Linked DNA regions of Rattus norvegicus: region 1 is linked to region 2. The links are chromatin contacts, called in public Hi-C maps. All regions are on one chromosome and are shown on one strand. Each heading gives the region's core, a stretch centred on a gene start, on an enhancer-like site or on the middle of the called end of the contact. The rest is flanking DNA. Distances are from core to core; before and after follow the strand shown. Region 1 has its middle 39 kb from the start of Trnaa-agc74. Region 2 holds the start of Postn (periostin).

Region 1 (5,651 bases), core at 213-2,712, 280 kb before region 2:
CAGAGTTGATGAAAACCAGATGTCCCACATCTAGAGGCTTTTGCAACACAAACCCCCGGATGGGCTATCTGTCAGTGTGGTAAAATGACGAAGCTGCGAGACCATGCACAGTGTGACGAGGGAGGCCAGAGAAAGTGTCTTAGGGTTTGTTATGTTCTTTGCTTTAGCTACTCTGAATCCATATTGCTTTGCTCGTGGAAAAAGCACTGGGCCTGGAAGATGCAATCTGCAAGACAAACCTGGACCCAGTTTCTCCCAATGAAGCTCGTTATAGCCAGATTAAGGCCCTACTGCCAGAGATGCTGGCTCTGCCTCCGTGGATGCTTCCCTTGAGATCTTGAGATTTAGTGTGTGGGGTGTGTGTGTGTGTGTGTGTGTGTGTGTGTGTGTGTGTATGTGTGTGTGTATGTGTGTGTGTGGTGTGTGTGTGTGTGGTGTGTGTGTGTGTGGTGTGTGTGTGTGTGTGTGTGGTGTGTGTGTGTGTGTGTGGTGTGTGCATGTGTGGTGTGTGTGTGGTGTGTGTGTATGTGTGTGTGTGGTGTGTGTATGTGTGTGTGTGGTGTGTGTGTGTGGTGTGTGTGTGGTGTGTACATGTATGTGTGTGTGTGTGGTGTGTGTGTGGTGTGTACATGTATGTGTGTGTGGTGTGGTGTGTATGTGGTGTGTGTGTGTGGTGTGTGTGTGTATGTGGTGAGTGTGTGGTGTGTGTGTGTGGTATGTGTGGGGGTGTGTGTGGTGTGTGTGTGTGTGTGTTGTGTGTGTGGGTGTGTGTGGTGTGTGTGTGGTGAGTGTGTGTATGTGGTGTGTGTGTGTGTGTGTTGTGTGTGTGGGTGTGTGTGGTGTGTGTGTGGTGAGTGTGTGTATGTGGTGTGTGTGGTGTGTGTGTGTGGTGAGTGTGTGGTGAGTGTGTGTATGTGGTGTGTGTGGGGGTGTGTGTGGTGTGTGATATGTGTGTGTGTGTGGTGTGTGTGTGGTGTGTGTGTGTGGTGTGTGTGTGTGGTGTGTGTGTGTGGTGAGTGTGTGGTGTGTGTGTGTATGTGGTGTGTGTGGGGGTGTGTGTGGTGTGTGTGTGGTGAGTGTGTGTATGTGGTGTGTGTGGGGGTGTGGTGTGTGTGTGTGTGGTGTGTGTGGTGAGTGTGTATGTGGTGTGTGTGGTGTGTGTGTGTGTGGTGAGTGTGTGGTGAGTGTGTGTATGTGGTGTGTGTGGGGGTGTGTGTGGTGTGTGATGTGTGTGGGGGTGTGGTGTATGTTGTGTGTTCATTTTCCTGCTTGGCTCTTCTCCCTAGAACTTAGAATTTGAAGTTAATAAACCATAATGGAAAAAGAAGGAAAGAGAGCAGCTAGAGGCCTGTAAGAGTCGTTGGGGACAGACAGCTAAAATGTCGGTGGAGAAGAAAGATGGAGTTGTCTCAGAAAAGAATCACAGTGAAGAGCAGTATTGGTTGGCAGAGTCTTCTAGGTGACAGGCTGATGTTTGGTATATAATATAGGTACTTAGCGAGCTTGGGAGATGGCTGACCTGATACCTTCCAGGAAAATAATTCAAGCCAACATTAGGCACACATAAATCCACACACCTCACAGACTGCATAAGGCATTAGCCATTAGTCAATAGGACATACTCTCCTTGCCACCAGTTCAAAATAGCACTTATTTATGGAACACAATCTGAAGAGGACTGAAGTCTTTTAAAATATCCCACTCCACAAAATAAAATAAAAAGGCTTTTGTTCGCTTTCTGACTCTGTCAGACAGAGAGAGCCTTTGATGCCCCTATCTTGTGTGCATTTCTTTTGGGGGGAGGTTTACATTTTTCACTGAGATTGATGTACTTTTAAAAAGCTAGTTCAAAGGAGCATAAAATATCAGTATGTTTTAAATTAATTGTAATTGAACTCAGCCAAAAGTCATGCTTTCCAAGCAAGCTATGGGTTGAACTGCCTTTAAGAGTTTAAAATTACAGTGGACTGGGCTGCAGCAGCCCAGTGCAAACAAAAGCATTGTGTGTTTCTAAAGACGTGGAGCTCCAGATTGAAAGATTTATTTTATGTGTTTGTGTCTGAGTTATATGTGTGCGCCATGCATGTGTAGTGCCTTTGGGGGACCAGAAGAAGGTGACAGAGTCCCTGGGACTGGATTTGCTGGTAGTTGTGAGTTTCCCTATGTGGGCTGCACCATTTGATGGCTATCCTTTGTGACAAATAGCATGTGGATTTCTGCACTTGAGTTGCCAATCAACGTGGTGGTGCTGCAATGTAATTAGCACAAACCAGAACTAATTCCTGGAGAAAATACATACAACACTTTTTTAATCCTAACACTTCACACTGGTCAAGTCTATTGCCATTCTGTCACAAAAGACACAGCTAGATTGAATACCAATAAGTGGCTTACTTGCCTTAGCCCAAAACACTAATGGGCTTCAGTGCTGAATTAAGATCAATCCGCATGGTCTTAGGCCTGGAGCCAAGTCACCCTTCCTATTCTGCAGGTCCCATACCCTGCCTATTTCTGTGTACGAGTGGGGCTGAGGGCGGGCAGGCTGGCACTCGCTGCAGCTGGGAACTAGTGGGCCAGGCAGCTCTGTTCTTCTGCTGCTCTGCACATAATGACAGATCACTGAAGAAAGTCTTTGAGGTTCACAAATTTTAGCGGAACGTTGAATGCATAGACTCTCGATCTGAATACAATCCTCCAGAAGAATTGACTGTGTAGACGAGAATACAGGAACATATCTGCCCACAAACCCTCATGCAGCTCGTTGAGAGGAGGGAACACCAGACAGGGTCTCCGAACTCTTTTCACTCTCTGTAAGCTGTATACCAATGAGCTTCCTTGGTGGTTTCCATGATCCTGGTTTGTGTTACAGGTATATCCATCTGATTAGTCAACTTGTTTTATGGGACAAAGCTAATCAGTGCATTGGATAGCGATGCCACAGATGTAAACGTCTAGTCACGTGGTCATCTGCAAGGGGGTCCTGCATGTCACACAAGCAAGTGGTAGCACATTTAATCAGTCACACTGGCATAACCTGAATCCCAAAGCTTCGAGGAGTGTGGCCAACTCCCACATCTGTGCTTTTCTCCTCTCTTCATTTGACAGAGGTCTATGTATAATGATTCCGGCGACTCCCAGAGCTCAGTTTGAGAGACGAACGAAGTGGTAACTTTTGGCAGAAACATTAAAGCTGTACCAACCCTATATGGCTGTTAACACCAGGACACTACTCTAGACTTGGACCGACAGAGCAATTAGACTGATGAAACAGTGCTACGATTACAGCAGGGACAATCTCCTGAGGTGGAACAGTACCGAGGTGTGACATCTGGTGTCACAGAGGCCTCCTCAGCTTCATGCTTTTGGGAAAGAATAATTTGGGGCAGGGTCGTTCATTAGTGTCTTAGGGTTTCTATTGCTATAAAGAGACACCATGAACATGGCAAACTCTTCAAAAAGCGAACATTTGATTGGAGCTGGCTTACAGTTCAGGGGTTTACTCCATTATCATCACGGAGGGAAGCATGACAGCCTGCATGCAGACATGGTGCTGGAGAGGGAGCTAAGAGTTCTACATCTGGATCTATAGGCAGCAAGGAGAGAGAGTGACACTGGGCCTGGCTTCACCTTCTAAAACTACCTCCAAAGTTACCCCCAGTGACATACTTCCTTCCACAAGGCCACACCTATTTCACCAAGGCCATTCTTCCTAATAGTGCCACTCCCTTTGAGCCTGCGGGAGCCATTTTCATTCAAGCCACAATAGCTAGGTTCTGATTCTCCTCAAACTATTTTCCTAATTGGTTTTATACTATGAGTACTCTTATACAAATATATACTAAGATTTTGCATAAGGGCAAAAGTTTTGATGATTTTTCTTTATCTTAATGGAATATCTATATTTTGAGTAATAATACATCGATTATAGTTCATGCACCTAGAAGGGATTTTGAGCTGGATAGCCCTGCTCTATCAGCCTAAGAAAGTGAGTTCTGTCTGTTCCCCAACACCCACATAAAACGCAGAGTAAAGTGCTGTGTGTTTGTACCTACAGTGCTGGGTGATAGGAAAAATCCCTGAGGCTCAAAGGGCTGGCCTGCCAATGACCTTTGTGTGCACACACAGCTCAAGTACACACACACACACACACACTATGTAAATGTAATGTAAAACTATAAAGTGGAGAGTGATGGGGAAGACGCTGAGCAATGACCTCTGCCCTCTATGTGCACATATAACTACATCATGGACGGACACACAAATTTACACATATGCTATACACATCCATTAACAATTATAGTAGTGATAGATGACCTGGTTTATAACCCAAACTAGCCTCCAAGTCCTGGCAGTCCTCCAGCTTCAGCCTCCAGAGTTCTAGGATGACAGGCATCCTACACTTGGCATCGGGTTTTAAGTAAAGTATCACAAACACTCCAGAGGGTAATGAATCCAGACACATTTATGTTTTAGAAATACAATTCTGGGGATATTACATGCAATGGCCTGGAGTCTGGGCAGGGAAGGTCTTGGTAAAGGAGGGTGAGGTTCTGAGCCTGGGTGGAGGGCCGGAAACAGAGGAGGAAATGGAGTAGAAGAGCTTTGGATTGGGGTCCACACCTGCTCCAAGCCACAGTGGTTAATGAAATATGCTTTCCTGGACAGGACTGACAGGTGATTAGCTTGTGTATATGTTAATGTGAGAGCGGGAGTCTTTGTCGTGAGCGTAAGTGTTGGGCAAACCATAGACGAGCTGCCTCTGTCACACTATTACAGCCTTGGGCTTAAAAGGGTTATGCATTCTCATTGTCATAGGTGGCTATGGTAGTTTGAATAGGAATGGCTCTGAAGGCTCATCTAGAATGTGTGGTCATTATGGAGTGGCACTGTTATGTGTGTTAAGTGTGTCCTTCTTGAGGCAGGTATGGTCTTGTTGGAGGAAGTATGTCACTGTGGGTGGACTTTGGGGTTTCGAATACTCCAGCCAGGCCCAGTGGAGCTTTTCCTCCTGCTTCCTGTTGATTGGGACATAGAAATCTCTCCTCCATTTCCAGCACCATGTCTGCTTCCATGACAGTAATGGACTAAACCCCTGAACTGTAAATTTAATGTTATCTTAGTTAAGGTGATATTGTTGTACATAGACGCCATGACCACGGCCGGCAACTTTCATTAAAAAAAAAAAAAAGCAACAAAAACAAAAACAAAAAACTGAAACCAAAACCAAAAAAATCAATAGCAAAAAACCCCATTTAATTGGGCCTGGCTTACAGGTCACAGGTTCAGCCCATTATCATCATGGAGGGAAGCTTGGCGTCACATAGGCAGACACGGTGCTGGAGAAGGAGCCAAAGGTTCTACATTTGGATTGGCAGGCAGCAGGAAGATAGAGTGACACTGAGCCTTTCTCCTATAAGACCACACCTCCTAATATCGCCACTCCCCATGAGTCTGTGGGGACCATTTTCATTCAGCCCACCACAGATGATGTCCTTCCTAAGAGTTGCTGTGGTCATGGTGACTTTTCACATCAATAGGAACCCTAACTAAGACAGCTGCTCACTTTAAAGCCTCGGTTGTTATTTGCGTACATGTTAGACACATGGTATTTTTTTGTTAGGATACTGTACATTTCATAACACAGTAGTTGT
Region 2 (5,791 bases), core at 2,146-4,645:
ATAAGGGCAGGAGAGGAACCATCTTCAGCCCTGAGCTCCGTCCAGGAAGAGATCTGGCCTGTGTTCTAGAGAGCTGAATTTATAGAGCTCTGGGCTGTGGGAGGGAGCATGGCTGTGGGAGGGGGCGCTGGGCCAACCTGAAACTTGCAACTGCCTTGCAGAAGCACCAGCAGCCCTGTGCTGTCTCCTGGGTTCTGAGCAGTCTGAACTCTTCCCTCTATTTGTTTTTAATCATAGTGTGGCCGTTTTTTCACTTCTATAGGTTTACCCTGTGAAAACAGCTGTATCTGAGTTCAGGGACCTCTCCCCCATGTGCCTCTGCCACTCTCTGTGTCTCCGAGCTCAGTGACTTTCTTAGTTTGATCTTATCACACTTAAATCGTCCCACAACAGAACACTGAGGTTATTTTTCGACAGAGAAGAAATCACAAAGGGAATTTAACACAAATCCTGGATAGATTTACAATGCATACAAAGTACAATTTCCACAGCTAATGTGGAGGCACATGTTTCTTGAAGTCCTGTGAAACTTGGGTCCTGACTTTCCAACTCTTAATGAGTATAGAGAGTTAAGTTACAAAGACCTGCTTTGGGAGAATTTCTCTAACTTTTCACACACACACACACACACACACACACACACACACACACACACACACACAATTTTCCTTTTTATTGCTTTTCATCTCCCACACACTGCATACTCTGATAAGACCTGGAAACAGGTATTACTAATCTAGAAGTAATGTGGCAATTAAATGCATATTAAGAAACAGGGCTGCTGCCAAGAATATTCTTCTGATTTTTAAAAGAACAACTGCACTCTCTCGGTGTTGAATTTCAGCATCCCCAGCTGAGGGAAGACACAGATTTTTTAGGTCTTCACACATGTGGAGAATCCTTTGGATGAAGAAACTTCAATGATTAGAAAGTTCAGAAGGCAGGGAATGGGAACAGCCATCTGTCTCTGAATGCACAGATTTTAAAGCATCCCTAGAGAGGGGGGAGGGTGTTTCTGTGCTGTGCCGTGAAGTCCCCCCTCTGTTTTGAGCATCCGTAGTGTTTTCTCACTGACAAGGCAAAGACACCATGGCTGGATTCTTTATGTTTTACAGTTGGAAAAGTTTAAGGGGGAGGCCAGAGAGAGTTCCTTATCTGGAGAGATGTGTGAGCTTTCTGTGGGAACTGCCTTTCAGTGTTAAAATAATCCTGCAGCCAACAGCTAATTTATTAAGTACACAGTTTGAAGATGAGTCAGAAGCCTCTGTCACTTCTGAAATTTTGGTATTAAAGGATTGAGAATATACCGAATTATCTCTGGGGAACGGGGAGAGAAGATATCATGGAAAGTAAACTATGTTCTTTCCAGGGTACTTGTGTGACAGAGACACTAATCTCTTATTTATATTTATCTAAATGAAGCCATTCTTACTTTAACTGTCTTTTCTCTTGTTTGCTTTATAAATAGCTTTTGCTACTCTTAGGTTGTACAAATGGTGGGCTGTCGGTAACTGCTCAATGAAAGGGCAGTCCTATCTTATGCATATAAGGTCTATCTGATATCAATCAACTGGCTGTTAGAATGTTCGGGGAACATCATTTATTGACGAGGTTACTGTGCTATTCTGACAAGCAACATGTATTTACCATTTTGCACAAGGCAAAGCGTATTCTCATATGACAGAAAGGCATTCTGAAGCCCCCTTTTATAGTTTCCAATAATAGAAATCTGAAATCTTTCTACTCCAAGCATCATGTTTGAGACTTACCAAACTCCCATGGAAGTCAACTCATGCCAAACCTTCAAAATTATTAACTAATGGGGGTCAATAATGACATCAGGGAGGGTCTTTCAAACAAGAGCCAGAGACACAGAGACCACCCGTAATCCAGAGAAGAGCAGAGATTTTAGGTAAAGATGGAGAAATCAGGATACTTGAAGAGACAGAGGCCAGGTGAGAAGAGAGATACTGCACGGTAATTGTTGGGAGAAAGTCCAAAGCTAGAGAGAGGCTCTGAGCCAGTTTGGGAACGGCTGAGAAAAGGAAGGCTAAGAAGGGAATCTTAGCCCAAGTTGTAGAAGAGAGTGGGAAAAAAATCCACAAAAGGGCACACTCTCTTCCGGGGCTCTCATCAAAAGTTGCTCTCCATACAGGGCCCTTTCTCTTCTGCTCTGTGAAACTATCCTGACCCTACTAACCCTTGCACTTTTTCTACCAGTTGGGAAGATGACGGAAATCATGAAAATTAAGTCCGACTTTCCAGGGCTGCAAAGTCTGACCCAGAGATGTAAGTCATTAAGGAAAAAGAAATGGTTCATTATGTAACTCAAAAGAGAGAGTGTGACTGGGAGACAGGGCCGTCTGTCTCTAGGCATGGGATGCTGATTTATAGGCAGTTCTCTGTTATCGAGCCCCCAGAGACCACGAGGTCACTGCACTGCCTGCCACACTTACTCACCACTGTGAAACCAACCTCAAACTCCCGCAGTCCCCGGGACTCCTCACGGACTATGTGCTTCGTAAGCCTGTGCACACAAGCCTTAAGCAGTATGCCCTTGGTCTTGATTGTGTCATGAATCTTAATACGCTTCTATGTTAATATGTGGTTCATGAGTTGTCATGGCACATGAGCTCAAAAGTCGTTTACATATAGATCACATAACACAAACCCACTCTTACAGCCCAGTCAAGCCTTGAGGGTAACCCTGTACCTTCTTAGGAAAAGTTCTCCTCCAAACCTCCACACCTGGTCCATGGAGACTACAAGCCTTCTCTAGTCCTGCAAATGGAAATTCTAGGCAAGACTCGGAGATCTTTAGTTTCTTTGACTGAGGCTGCTTTTTAAAAAAGATTATTAGATTGAAAGACTTTAAACCAAGAATCATGTATTGGTTTTCCATCTTTAAGACAATGTGTATAAATGAAATAAAACAGAGTATCATCAGCCAACCTTAAAGAGGTCAAGGAGGCAAGCTATAGGCTTAGAAATTCAGACTGACACATTATAAAGGTTACTTATGGGAAGTGGGGCTTCTGAAGCCTTCTGCTCAGTATGGTATTTTCTTGGCTTTTTCTGTGTCACCAACACAGTCTGTGGTGACACAGGAAAGACAATGGAGCAATACTCAGGGAAAGGTGGGGTTCACTGCACACCAGAGTAAGAACCATGATCTCTTAGCTGTTAACCATGACAGATGCAGGGCAGAAGCCTGTGGGGTAATGGAGGGTAGGGTGGTGCTTTCTCCCCCTCCTTGGACTCTGCCTTCAAAAGCCTTCTTTGCAGCGGATCAATTCCTCTATTGAATAGTCAGCCACCGAAGCTTCCCCCTCACTGAACTGAGTGCATTCGCACATTTAAAACAGAATGAATTTTGCATTAGTGCTATCTACTTTGTATTTCTCTGGAGACATCTAGTGGAGAAAGTACGGTATACAGAGGTGTTTAGAAACACTGGTAATGTCTCTTACATTTTGATTAAACTGGTGAATTGAAATTCATAGAAAACAATTTCAAAATGCCAACCAAGTAGGAATTAATAATCTCGTGCAAGAAATCTCTCCAGGCTCATGCAGAAGGGACTGATGAGTGATGTCAAATCTGGATGAAGAGTAACGGTGTGGGAAATGGCTGGAAATAGATCGACTTGCTTTCTGAGTGGGTTTTTTTTCCTCCACTGACTGACACATGAAAAGAAAGCATGACTATGTGATACACATGTGTGTGCCTATGCATGGAAGCCAAAGGCGGACACTGTACGTCTTCCTCTCTTTCCACCTTATTTTATTCTTTAAGAATTTCTCAAAATATCTGTGGTGCATTTTGGTCATATACCCTACTGTCTTCTAACTCTTCCCAGACTCCCCTATGCCTGCTCTCAACTTCATGTTCTACTGTTTATTCATCTATCTATCTATCTATCTATCTATCTATCTATCTATCTATCTTTCTATCTTTCTATCTATCTATCTATCTATCTATCTATCTATCTATCTATCTTTCTATCTATCTATCTATCTATCTATCTATCTATCTATCTATCTATCATCTATCTATCTATCTTTCTATCTATCTATCTATCTATCTATCTATCTATCTATCTTTCTATCTTTCTATCTTTCTGTCTGTCTATCTATCTATCTCTCTATCTATCTATCTATCTATCTTTCTTTCTTTCTTTCTTTCTTTCTTTCTTTCTTTCTATCTATCTTTCTGTCTGTCTATCTATCCATCTATCTATCTATCTATCTATCTATCTATCTATCTATCTATCTATCTAAAAACCATCGAGTCCCAAGTTAGTGCTAAGTGTACACGTGTGTGACCATCCCCTGGAGCATGGTCAGCAATTGCCCCCATGAGCACATCTTGCCAAGCCAGTCATTAGTGTAGCTCATAGGGTCCATCCCTGGGTAAACCTTTTGGTGGCTTCTCTCCCCCAGCAGCCTACATGAGGTTCCCATATGAGGTTCCAAAAGCCTATATTGTTCGGGGTGGGCGGAACCCCTGACCAGCAACTTGAAGGGATGTATCCCACATCTGCTGTTGGGCTTTTTGTTTGGTGAGCTGTGACTTCTGAGAGAAGCCTGCATGTTAACTGCACTCCTCCCCACCCTCTCTCTATGTATGTATGTGTGCATGTAAACATATATATGTGTGTATAATATTATGACGCTTACACAATAGTCTATACTATATACAGACAATAGTCTAACATACATGTATGTATACATATATGCACATGCACACACTTATACAATAGTAGGTGTCTATATGGTTTTTCAGACATCGTTTGTATTGTTTATTTTTTTCAAGCCCTTTTCTATTCCCCATCCTTTGAACCTATTTGCTCATTATTCTCTTTCCCCCTTTTAATATTTGCTTCTTTTTTTCTAGCATCCCCCAGCCATGGACCCTTTCTAGTTTCCTGACTTCTACAGGTATTTTCAGTTAAACACAAAGAAGCTAAAGAAGCAAAGCTAGGGTGCACACAGGAGAGAGAAATTCGGTGTTAGTCTTTCTGGCTCTGGGCTACTTTGTTCAGTATAATTATTTCTAGTTTCACCTATCTTAGTTTCCAGGGGTTGGGGATTTCTCCCTGAGCCCAGAGCACTTTGCTTAGCTATTCTGGACACCAGCAGGTTCTGTGAACGCTGTGCTAGCATTATAGATGTGTGCTACCATGCCAAGCTATTTACATTGTACTGGAGCTCAAAGTCAGGTTCTCACACTTAGAAGACAACTTACACTTTACCAACTGAACTTCTTTCCAGGCCCCACCTAGTGTTTTATTAAACAGACAATTCCGACATTGCTTGTTTCCCACTTTCACATTCCTTGCCCTCTTTGGCACTCTTGATATTGTCTACATCAAGCCTTCTGTATTCAAAGACAAGAGACTGATCATCTGCTCCCTTCCAGAGGCTTCTGGTATTTCTCCAGCCAGGTACTAAGATAGAGAAAGAAGGGTTGCTATAATAAAATGAAATTACTAGAACAGTGCTCTCTGGCACCCTTAGCCTGCTCAAATCTAGATCAGAATTAAGACAAACCCACAGTGGTTATCATTCCTCTTCCCTTGGGAGCTTTTTCTCTCACAAAGTTATGTTCTAGGGTCCCATCTCACACTTCTGTACACATGCTTTTTCTCTGTTTATCTGTTCAAAATTAATGCCAATCATATATTTGTGACACCTACCACACGTGTATATGTAACACATAGTTCCAAGATAGAAAAATGTGTGATTTTAAGCTGCCCGAATCTGGATTTTTGTGTTTAACACCACAATCT

What was found. A called contact is a pair of places that touch in the nucleus more often than the background predicts.
Region 1: a Hi-C map of Schwann cells shows a contact between it and region 2, with 6 times the contacts expected there. The contact joins two enhancer-like sites. A contact is called at or near these places in 2 of 12 Hi-C or Micro-C datasets (the A7r5 cell line and Schwann cells).

Annotation. Positions count from the first base shown.
Region 1 is chr2:140,948,797-140,954,447 of GRCr8, reverse strand. No RefSeq gene overlaps it. Among named protein-coding and RNA genes, the nearest start is that of Trnaa-agc74, 39 kb to the left of the region's middle. Within about 2 kb of position 1,462, at least 1 of the 93 cell types and tissues checked has an H3K27ac peak or open chromatin away from gene starts, as enhancers often do. A contact at or near this core is called in Schwann cells, where this site is marked.
Region 2 is chr2:140,672,310-140,678,100 of GRCr8, reverse strand. Postn (periostin) reads right to left here and starts at 40. Exons shown (of 22, transcript NM_001108550.1): 1 at 1-40. The coding sequence starts at 22. Within about 2 kb of position 3,395, at least 2 of the 93 cell types and tissues checked have an H3K27ac peak or open chromatin away from gene starts, as enhancers often do. A contact at or near this core is called in Schwann cells, where this site is marked.